Linked DNA regions of Mus musculus: regions 1 and 2 are each linked to region 3. The links are chromatin contacts, called in public HiCAR-type and HiChIP or PLAC-seq maps. All regions are on one chromosome and are shown on one strand. The core of a region is the stretch at or near the end of the contact, and the rest is flanking DNA. Distances in the headings are between cores, read along the strand shown. Region 1 overlaps Samd4 (sterile alpha motif domain containing 4). Region 2 overlaps Samd4 (sterile alpha motif domain containing 4). Region 3 overlaps Samd4 (sterile alpha motif domain containing 4).

The links. HiCAR-type assays count read pairs that join an accessible place to other places. HiChIP or PLAC-seq counts read pairs in DNA pulled down with a chosen protein or histone mark.
Region 1: a HiCAR-type map of fibro-adipogenic progenitors shows a contact between it and region 3, with 4 times the contacts expected there. The contact joins two enhancer-like sites. A contact is called at or near these places in 1 of 15 datasets of contacts at CTCF or cohesin (large pre-B cells), 3 of 484 Hi-C or Micro-C datasets (the HPC-7 cell line, embryonic fibroblasts and nephron progenitors), 6 of 115 datasets of contacts at active chromatin or transcription factors (craniofacial prominence, embryonic forebrain, extraembryonic endoderm stem cells and 3 more) and 2 of 9 other capture datasets (adipose tissue and bone marrow-derived macrophages).
Region 2: an H3K27ac HiChIP or PLAC-seq map of heart atrium shows a contact between it and region 3, with 5 times the contacts expected there. The contact joins two enhancer-like sites. A contact is called at or near these places in 2 of 15 datasets of contacts at CTCF or cohesin (the NIH/3T3 cell line and hippocampal excitatory neurons), 13 of 484 Hi-C or Micro-C datasets (the G1E-ER4 cell line, adipose-derived mesenchymal stem cells, bone marrow-derived macrophages and 6 more), 11 of 115 datasets of contacts at active chromatin or transcription factors (craniofacial prominence, embryonic basal ganglia, embryonic forebrain and 8 more) and 4 of 9 other capture datasets (adipose tissue, bone marrow-derived macrophages, liver and 1 more).

The regions. Positions count from the first base shown.
Region 1 is chr14:46,922,828-46,925,527 of GRCm38.p6, forward strand. All of the region lies in intron 2 of Samd4 (sterile alpha motif domain containing 4), which reads left to right. Among named protein-coding and RNA genes, the nearest start is that of Gm52120, 20 kb to the right of the region's middle. Within about 2 kb of position 1,349, at least 69 of the 459 cell types and tissues checked have an H3K27ac peak or open chromatin away from gene starts, as enhancers often do. A contact at or near this core is called in adipose tissue, embryonic fibroblasts and fibro-adipogenic progenitors, where this site is marked.
Region 2 is chr14:46,901,610-46,904,526 of GRCm38.p6, forward strand. The region is part of intron 2 of Samd4 (sterile alpha motif domain containing 4); the gene reads left to right. Among named protein-coding and RNA genes, the nearest start is that of Samd4, 20 kb to the left of the region's middle. Within about 2 kb of position 1,317, at least 11 of the 459 cell types and tissues checked have an H3K27ac peak or open chromatin away from gene starts, as enhancers often do. A contact at or near this core is called in heart atrium, where this site is marked.
Region 3 is chr14:47,085,671-47,088,460 of GRCm38.p6, forward strand. Samd4 (sterile alpha motif domain containing 4) reads left to right here. Exons shown (of 13, transcript NM_001037221.2): 10 at 2,089-2,290. Among named protein-coding and RNA genes, the nearest start is that of Gm10371, 29 kb to the right of the region's middle. Within about 2 kb of position 1,266, at least 146 of the 459 cell types and tissues checked have an H3K27ac peak or open chromatin away from gene starts, as enhancers often do. A contact at or near this core is called in adipose tissue, embryonic fibroblasts, fibro-adipogenic progenitors and 1 more, where this site is marked.

The sequences.
Region 1 (2,700 bases), core at 99-2,598, 160 kb before region 3:
ATCATTCAAGTAGACTTTGTGTGCTCACAGTGACCTTACAAGTGGACAAGGAAGGTGAAAGAAGAACTGTTGTCAGGAAGATCCTAGGTAAGTCAGTCTTTGTTGCCATTGCTGGCTTTGAAGACGAAGCAGAAGGCCACAAGCCAAGGAATAGGAATAGTTTCTAGAGTCTGGGGAAGGCGAGGAAATGAGTTCTCCCTTAGAGCTTCCGGAAGGAGCCAAGCTTGGCTGTCCCTTTGATTTTAGTCCAGTGGGGCTCATTTCAGACATCTGACATCCAAAGCTGTAAGGTGACAACGGAAGGGGTTTGAAGCCTCTCAAATGGGGAGCCATTTGTTTGTGTTTCAGCATAACCACAGAGGGAGACTGTGTCCCTGTTGGCCATTGGTCAGGACCTGTCTGCACTCGGGTGCTTTCAAGGAGGGATCATTCATGGCATCTGGAGAGGAAGATGTACTTTCGTGGTTGACCAGAGAGTTATCAGGGCTCTTCTTTGTCGCACTGTATTTCCCTCTCTGATCCATGCTTATTCTGAGCAGACTCTTCTTAAGTGTTGAGAGACTGATCTGCACTTAGGCAGACTGACAACGAAAGTTGGCAGAATTCAGAATGTCTTGGAGAGGTTGAGCTTATTTGTAGGATTAAAGCCATTAGTCTTTGAAATACAGTCACCCTGTCCTCATGTGGTTTTATTTGTGCTCTGAGGCATCTATTGGCTCTCCAAGAAATGAGAGCCTCTGGTACCCCACCCCTGCTCCCCACACCCCTCTTTTTAAAGACAAAGTCTTGCTATAGAGCCTAGGCTGGCCTTGAACTCAATATATAGCACAGGCTGACACTGAACCTATCATGTAGCCAGGCTGGCCTTGTTCTCTCCACCTTATATCTCCAGCATGGTGAATGCTTACGTTATAGGGGTGTGCCCCTCACCCCCAACCAGGCTATATTCCAATCCTTTGACCTGGTGCTACAGATAGAAAGGGGACTATCTCAGGTGGGAAGGTGATGTGGGCTGGGGCTTCAGGTTTTTAATCCCCAGCCAGCCGGTGAGTTTCTCTGTCTTTTCATCTTTCTCCAGCCTGGTGTGCATCTAGCTACAATGTGACGTGCCCCTCTTCCAAAACTAGATCACTTCCCTTCTGTTTTTGAATAGTTCTTAAACGTTTCCAAAATAAACAAGGGTGTTTATAGCATTTTCTTTTCCAAACAAACTTAAGGCCTGTTTCTCCAAATGGGAAGGAAACTGAAATGCAGCCAAGTCAGCGGGTCCACTTGAGGTGCTGAGAGTCATCACAGCTAAAATGCGTGCTGAGCCTTACCGTTCAGAGAGGGAACAGCCGCCATGGGAAGGCTGGGAAGGCCCTCTGGCCTGAGCTCACACAGTGCCGGGTATAGCCCCAGAAAGGCCTTAGCTCTACCGGAGGATGTCGCAGCCAGCCAAGCCTGGCACCACCGTGGCTGACATCAACTCACTCTTCTCTGTCAGCTCCAGCTCTGAGAGTACTTATTTTGAGGCACATTTCTTTGAACTTTGGTTCCATGCTTATATAGCTAGATTGTTCTCAGAGCTCGATGTTCTTTGTGATAAAATTAATTTCTGAAGCATTCTCTCTTTTTTTTTTAAGCCAAATTGAGCTAAGTTGCTGTTAATAAAGTCTTATGCTATAAACGTCCATTCTGACTTTGTACATCCCCAGACCGTCCCATTGCTGGCGATACCCCAGAGAGCCAATGGTTACACAACGTGCATCTGACATGGCTTTGAATTTGTTCAACTCTAGTGCATTCTTCAGAGCTGAGTGTAGAAAAGAAAAATCTATAAAAAGCACTTGTGGTCAGATGGAAAAAGAAAGTTTGTTTTTTTTTTTTTCTCTCTCTCTCTTCCTCCTTCCCTACTCAAAACTGGAACCAGCGTAAAACAAAAAGCTGTTGAGAGCCATGGTAGCTTTACATCTTTGCTAATGCCTTACCTAGGAACAAAGCTGTAAGCCCAGCATGATGATAATTAGAGTTTACAGCATATTTAATTTCTGCATTAGAAATCATGCTAATCACGGTTGCTCAAGGCTATACAGTGCAGAACAATGGTGGAGAAATGTGCTCTATAAAAGAAAGCCTGGGACTGTAGTTGAACACAGAAACCTTAAAGGGAAAAGAATCTAGAACATTCAAGGCTGGGTTGATGAAGATGCGTGTTAATATCTTCGGTTTTTACTCAGGAGCCCCGGCAGAACAGTGCTGTTCAGATACTCCAGCTGTCCCCCACAGGGGCCTTTGATGCCTCCTGCAGCCCTTAGTCGGGTGAGTAAGCCTCACTAAGCACAGTGGTGGCCTTTGAAAGTGGGCAGCCCCAGTCTCAGGAAACCATTTGACTCACCTGAAGCTAATCCACAGCTTTGGGAAGGCCTTATGGGTGACTCTTCCTCCTGCTCTTTTTATCCCTCTGTCTTTGGCTTGTGAGACTTCGGGATGAACCTGGTGCTGGGGAGATGGCTCATTTGATAAAGACTTTCCCACACAAGCTGAAGCACCAGCATCCAGAACTCCAGCACCTACATAAAAGCTGGGCAACCTGCCTGCAACGCCAGCATTAGCAAAGCAGACAGCGCCTGGGGCGGGCTCTGCTTAGGTAGACAACCCTAATTGGTAACTTCTGGATTTAGAGAGAGATCGTACCTCAGTAGACTCATAGAAGAGGTT
Region 2 (2,917 bases), core at 67-2,566, 180 kb before region 3:
GTTGCATTTGAATGTGAACTGCACACTAGGACATGTCCTGGTATCAGTTATCAGCATCCTTGTGTTGGAGCCCCTTGGTCATGTTAGGAAATGACGTCATAGTGGTTGCAGACTGAAGTCTGTATCTCCAGTGTAAAGCGACAAAGACTGAGGATTGATAATTTCCGGAAAGGTAGAGTCAGTTGTACTACAGAGTTAACTTTTGTACAGTTTGAAAGGATTTTTTAAAGGAGAAAACTAAACTGTTGTTACATTAAGCATTTAGCTAGCCTCTCAGAGCTTCTATGGCCAGAGCACTGGGTCTGGGAGGCAGAGCTTGTATGCCTCAGTGTTGTTCTGTGTGATCGCCAGAGAAATGGCAGGACCCTGGCCAACCTTGAACTGCAGATGCACCATGAATATCAGGGTATAATTCTACTCAAACCAAAAGACATTACTCATTGTGCATCTGTGAAGTGAAGTTAGCTGGAATGCCTGTAACTCCATTATTGAATCTGGCAACTCCATCCCTGAATAGCACTGCCCCAAGTCCCTAGGTGTGGGTGGCCCAGAGGTACACGTCTGCAATAAAGGACATACCTGACCTGGTCTGAACACAGGGCCAGGCTGTGTAACTAGGCATGATCACTTTGTCTTCCCTTTGATGGGTCATGGATCTGTGCTTTTTCCACCTCTCTGTAGCTGGAAGAATATTTTAAAGGGAGTCACCCACATCCTGACACTCCTTGGCAATTTTAAGATCTTCTCCCAACACTCTGGAGTAAAATGGATACTGGAATCTATTTTGACAGCTGTTGAAAAGCGAGGCTGTTTTTACAGGAGGTTAAAGAGGGTATTTGTAACACTCACACTTCAAGAAACCTTTTGAAAAGGTGTGCCCCTGTTCAGGCGAGTCTTTTGCAGAATTTAAATGGCTTTGGTTTTCACAGTTATATTACACATCATATCAAATGTAAAGGTTTCAAGGATCCTATAGCTAGCCATGATGCTTTTGATTAATTTCTACCACCAGTATAGCAATAGTATACTGCTATAGTATACTGCTATGGTATACTGCTATGGTATACTGCAGTAGTATAGTATGCCGTTTTCAATAACAGTGCCTTTTCGACTGTATAGTCTCTAAAAATAGCCAGCTTGTTATCAGCAGTCCCACTGAAAGCCCTTCCTCCTTAAAAGTGACCTTTGAGCAGTTTCATTAGGAATGAATATTTATAGCATTTTGTTGTTGAGCTGCTAAGAGAGGCTTGGTTCTAGATACGGTAACAGGTGGCTCCAGTCGGCCTGCTTCCGCCAAAAGCTGATCAGATGAAACGCTGCCTGACTTTACAATTGGACTGCGATTATGTACTAGACTGACATCACTTTTGGCAAGTTGTGTTCCAGTGTTGAGTTCCGGGTCCACAATGTGATGTCATATGCATGTCATGGTGGGAAAGAAAGCTTTTCCAACCATTTGTGACAGCTGAGGGGAAAATACCGGGGTCTTCAGGAGTAGACAGAGGGGCCGACTCTCTTCCGAGCTGTAGGTTTAAGCAACTGTTCTGATTAACCCTTTGAATTGAAATTTCCTTTAATCTCAGATCTCAGACCTGTGGCGTTGAAGGGGGCACTGTTGAGTTAAGCATCTTCAGAACGCTTTACCTGTAGTAGGCGCACAAAGTGGGACATGAGAGACTGAACTGGGCAACCAGTAAGGGCTACTATTTAACTTGGGCATAATTTAATGATTTGGAATAAAAGGTCTTTCCATTATGCTCTCTACCCAATTGCTTGGCCACACAACTACCATGTTTTCTGATTTAGAAAAGAATGTTCTGCTCTAGGTTTACACTAAATATGAATATAGCATAAAGAACTTTAAGTGTTAAATGGATCGAGTGAGTTTTGGCATGTGAGATAGTTCTCTTGTTTCCATGTTTTGTTTTGTTTTTAAATTGAGATTATAATTACATTTCTCCCTTCCCTTTCCTCCCGCTAAACCTGTGGTTCTCAACCTGTGGGTTGAGACTCCTTCACAGGGGTCACCTAAGACTATTGGAAAGCATAGATATTTGTATTATGATTTTAAACTGTAGCAAAATTACAGTCATAAAAGTAGCAATGAAATGATTTTATGGTTGGGGGTCACCACAACACGAGGAACTGATTTAAAGGAAGGTGGAGAACCACTGGTCTAGGCTGGCACCAGATCCCTCCTAACTCTCCTTCAAATCCATGGCCTCTTTCAGAATTGTTACTGTGTGCTTATGTGTTCACAGGAGCTGTTTAAGAGAAGATACACGTATTAGCTACACTGTCTCCTACACGGAGCAGTCTTATCAGTGTTACAAATCAGATCCTAGAGAACTGGGTAGAAAGGTGTTTCATTTTGTTTCGTTTTTAACAACCACATTCTTAGAGGAAGAACTGTATTTCTACTGCAGAAATTTGACAAAAGAGATAACAGCATAGTTCTTCAGGTTGTAAAACATCTTTTCTCTTTCCGTCAAGTCCACAATACTCTGATCATGGGAACATACTGCATAGAATATACATGTATTGTTTAGAGAAGACTAGATCAAAACTATCCTTGACTCTCATACAGGTCTAGTATTTTAACGACTGATGTAAATTCTGTAACTATAACATTTTAAATGACCATGTAGCATTCTGTTTTATGACAGGGCCACTTTCACTAAATCAAAACCCGTAGACTTGGACCTCCAGCTTATTTACCTCTTTATATTTTTAACAATGCTGTAATAAAAAAATCTTTTAAAGCAGTTATTAGTTCAGAATATATATCTATAGGTGCATTTTCTGGGTCATGCAGCCTAATACGTTTGGATTTGGGTTTGCTAGCCAACATATCTTTTTGCAAGGTTGGGCCTGGCATCCTCCCATGAACACTTAGGAGGCTCACTGACACAGTCTT
Region 3 (2,790 bases), core at 16-2,515:
TCTTTCTTGGGAAACATAATTATTTCCTTAAGCTGAGTGGTCCTAACTGACCTCAGAGTTCAATCCCACTGTCAGCGGCAGCAACTCTAGAAAAACCTGGCTTTGTAAAAATAACCTTTTGAGGACACCACAGCTAGACTCCACCATCAGGAAGAAGAAGGCCTCTCAAAATTCTGCCTCCGCTATACTGTAACCACCACCACCACCACCACCACCACCACCACCACCTCCCAGACCCCGGAATACTCTGGGCTTTACTCCTTCTCCCAAACAGCTGAGTCCTAACTCTTGGGAATGTCAGGGTTCTCCTTTTCTTCACCGACTGCCCTAACAGAGCCTTCTGGCCTTGATGTGGCTAGAAAATACAGTCTTGATCCAGGTCTGATTTTCTTGAGTAGTCCCAGCACTTGGGTGGTTGAGGCGGGAAGGCAGTTTGAGGCTAGCTTGTGTTACATAGTTAGACCCTGTCTCAAAAAAAAATTTTTTTACAAGCTACAGTGTTGCTTTCGTGGAAGAACAGATCATTTTAAGGCAACACTCATCCACTACTGTTTTGCATATAGAAATAGCCTTCTAAAAATCCAGCCAAAGAGGGAAGTGAGAAAAATCTATTCACACCAAGTAAGGGGTGGGGGGAGTCTTAGCAGATACTGATCATCTATCTGCCAGGTGGCCCAAATTCTGACTTCAGAAGCCAGAGGACCTGTTCTTAACAGCTGAAAGCGGAAATCCCCCCCCATTCCCCCCCCACACTTGCTGCCACTTTTACAAGTTACCTCCCTGGGGTCTCTGATTGCATGGAATGGCCTCACGCTAATTTTCAGTTTTCAATGAGGAAAGGGAAGATAAGATAAACAGAGAGACCAAGAACCCAAGAGAAGAACCTCTTCTTCTGAATGGGTTCTACAACACCCTTCTTGGCCTCAAAAGCCTGGAACCTTCTCTCCCTAAGACATTTAGGAACTCGGGAACTTTTGCATTGCCACCTCAGACGCCACCTCCCCTCCCCCCGCCCCGCACTCACACACAACCATCTCTGGCGCAGGAAGTACCTGCTGTGAATGGCCCCCTGGACCTCCACTGGCTAAGCTAAATCAGCTCATCTGCAGGGTCTTCTGGTAAGCTTGGCGAAAACTCCCCAGTTTAGCAACCAAGCGACTCTGCTCCATCTAGTGGCCGTTGCCCGCCACGCAGACCTCCTTCACCCTCCTGAATAACTAAAGCTGCCTGACTCCCTTGGAAAGAATGTGTCCGGTTCCAGAAGCCCGGGGCTGGTGGAGGCTTCTCCGCTGAGCTCATCCGACCCCGCTGGGAGCAGCCTCCTGCGTGGACCCGAAAAGCGGAGCCTTGCCAGCCCTGGTGAGGGCCGCCCTGCAGGAAAGACCTGGGGAACGAAGAGACTGGACTATCCTAGGTGTGTATGGAGTCATCCACACACCGCAGTGACCTCCCAGTTGGAGAAATATCAAACAGCATTTACTCTGCAAAATTCTGACTCCGTGCCTCGGGCCTGGGACATAAGGGGCTGAAGAAGACACATACAGTCCTTTCTAACAGAGCTTATATTTCAATCGGGTCCTCCATCTAAGACTGCTTACAGACAACCTGATCAGCAATGAACCACGCCATCATGGAAGGCGCACCAGAACGGAATCAGATCCAGATACTGACCCTACTATTTTGCTTTGTGGCTTCTTGAAAGGCACCATGGCCTCATGCACAGACCCACAGGTTGGACTAGACAAGAATAGAAGGCAGGGGACTCTTTGAGCTCCCCTTTTGGGTTCATATTTGAGTGCTGCCCCCTGCTGGTTGTGTGTCGATAGCAAAATCCTCAAGCTTTCTGAGTTTTTCTAGCAGTGAAGATTAGGAAGCCTACTTCATAGGGCTGTCTTGTGGGTTAAGAGTAGTGTGCATGCGCCAACATTTAGCATGTGCTGTTGCTTTTAGATACTAGGTACAGTTTGATTCATAGCCTATTATTGGCACCCCCAAACCTCTTGTCAGTCCCCAAGAGACCCCACTGGCAGCCTGGGCTATGTAGGGCTGGAGCCAGAACCTCTGGATCTCTTCTCTTTGCTCTCACAGTCGTGGCTTTGGGCAGTCCAACTCCCTCCCAACAGCCAGCTCTGTGGGCAGCGGCATGGGCAGACGGAACCCACGACAGTACCAGATCGCATCTCGGAATGTCCCTTCCGCCCGCCTTGGTCTCCTGGGCACCAGTGGATTTGTCAGCTCCAACCAGCGCCACACCGCTGCCAACCCCACCATCATGAAACAAGGAAGACAGGTTTGTTCTGCTCTGGGGAGCAGGGAGGTTGACCAAGCTCAGGGACTGAGGCTTTAAGATGTCTCCAACCCAGACAGTCTCCTGCATGGAAAGATAAGACCCCAGGGGAATCTAAACCAGGAGATAGCTGAGCCTATGCTTGTCAGGTAATCACTGTTTGCGTTGTTTCCCTGGAGACGGAAAAACTCATGTCTGCTGCTTGGGAAAGCTAGTGCTACATTTATCTCTGGGACCCTTGTAGACAGGCATGCAAGGGCTACTTCTGCTTGATCTTTGCCCCCCCCCCAACATACCCCATCACCTTCCAGGTCTGGGTGGGCATTTAATAAGCTTCCTTTGACTTTTTCCTCACAGTCCCGGCTGCAATGGTGAGTCCACAGGATTGTTTGGGAGGCTGTCCCTTGCTGTGAGATTGACAGTGACCTCTCTGCCCCCCTGAGCCCAACCTTGCCTTTCCCTAAATGTTCATTCCCTCAGCCCCCTGAGGCAATAGAGGTTGG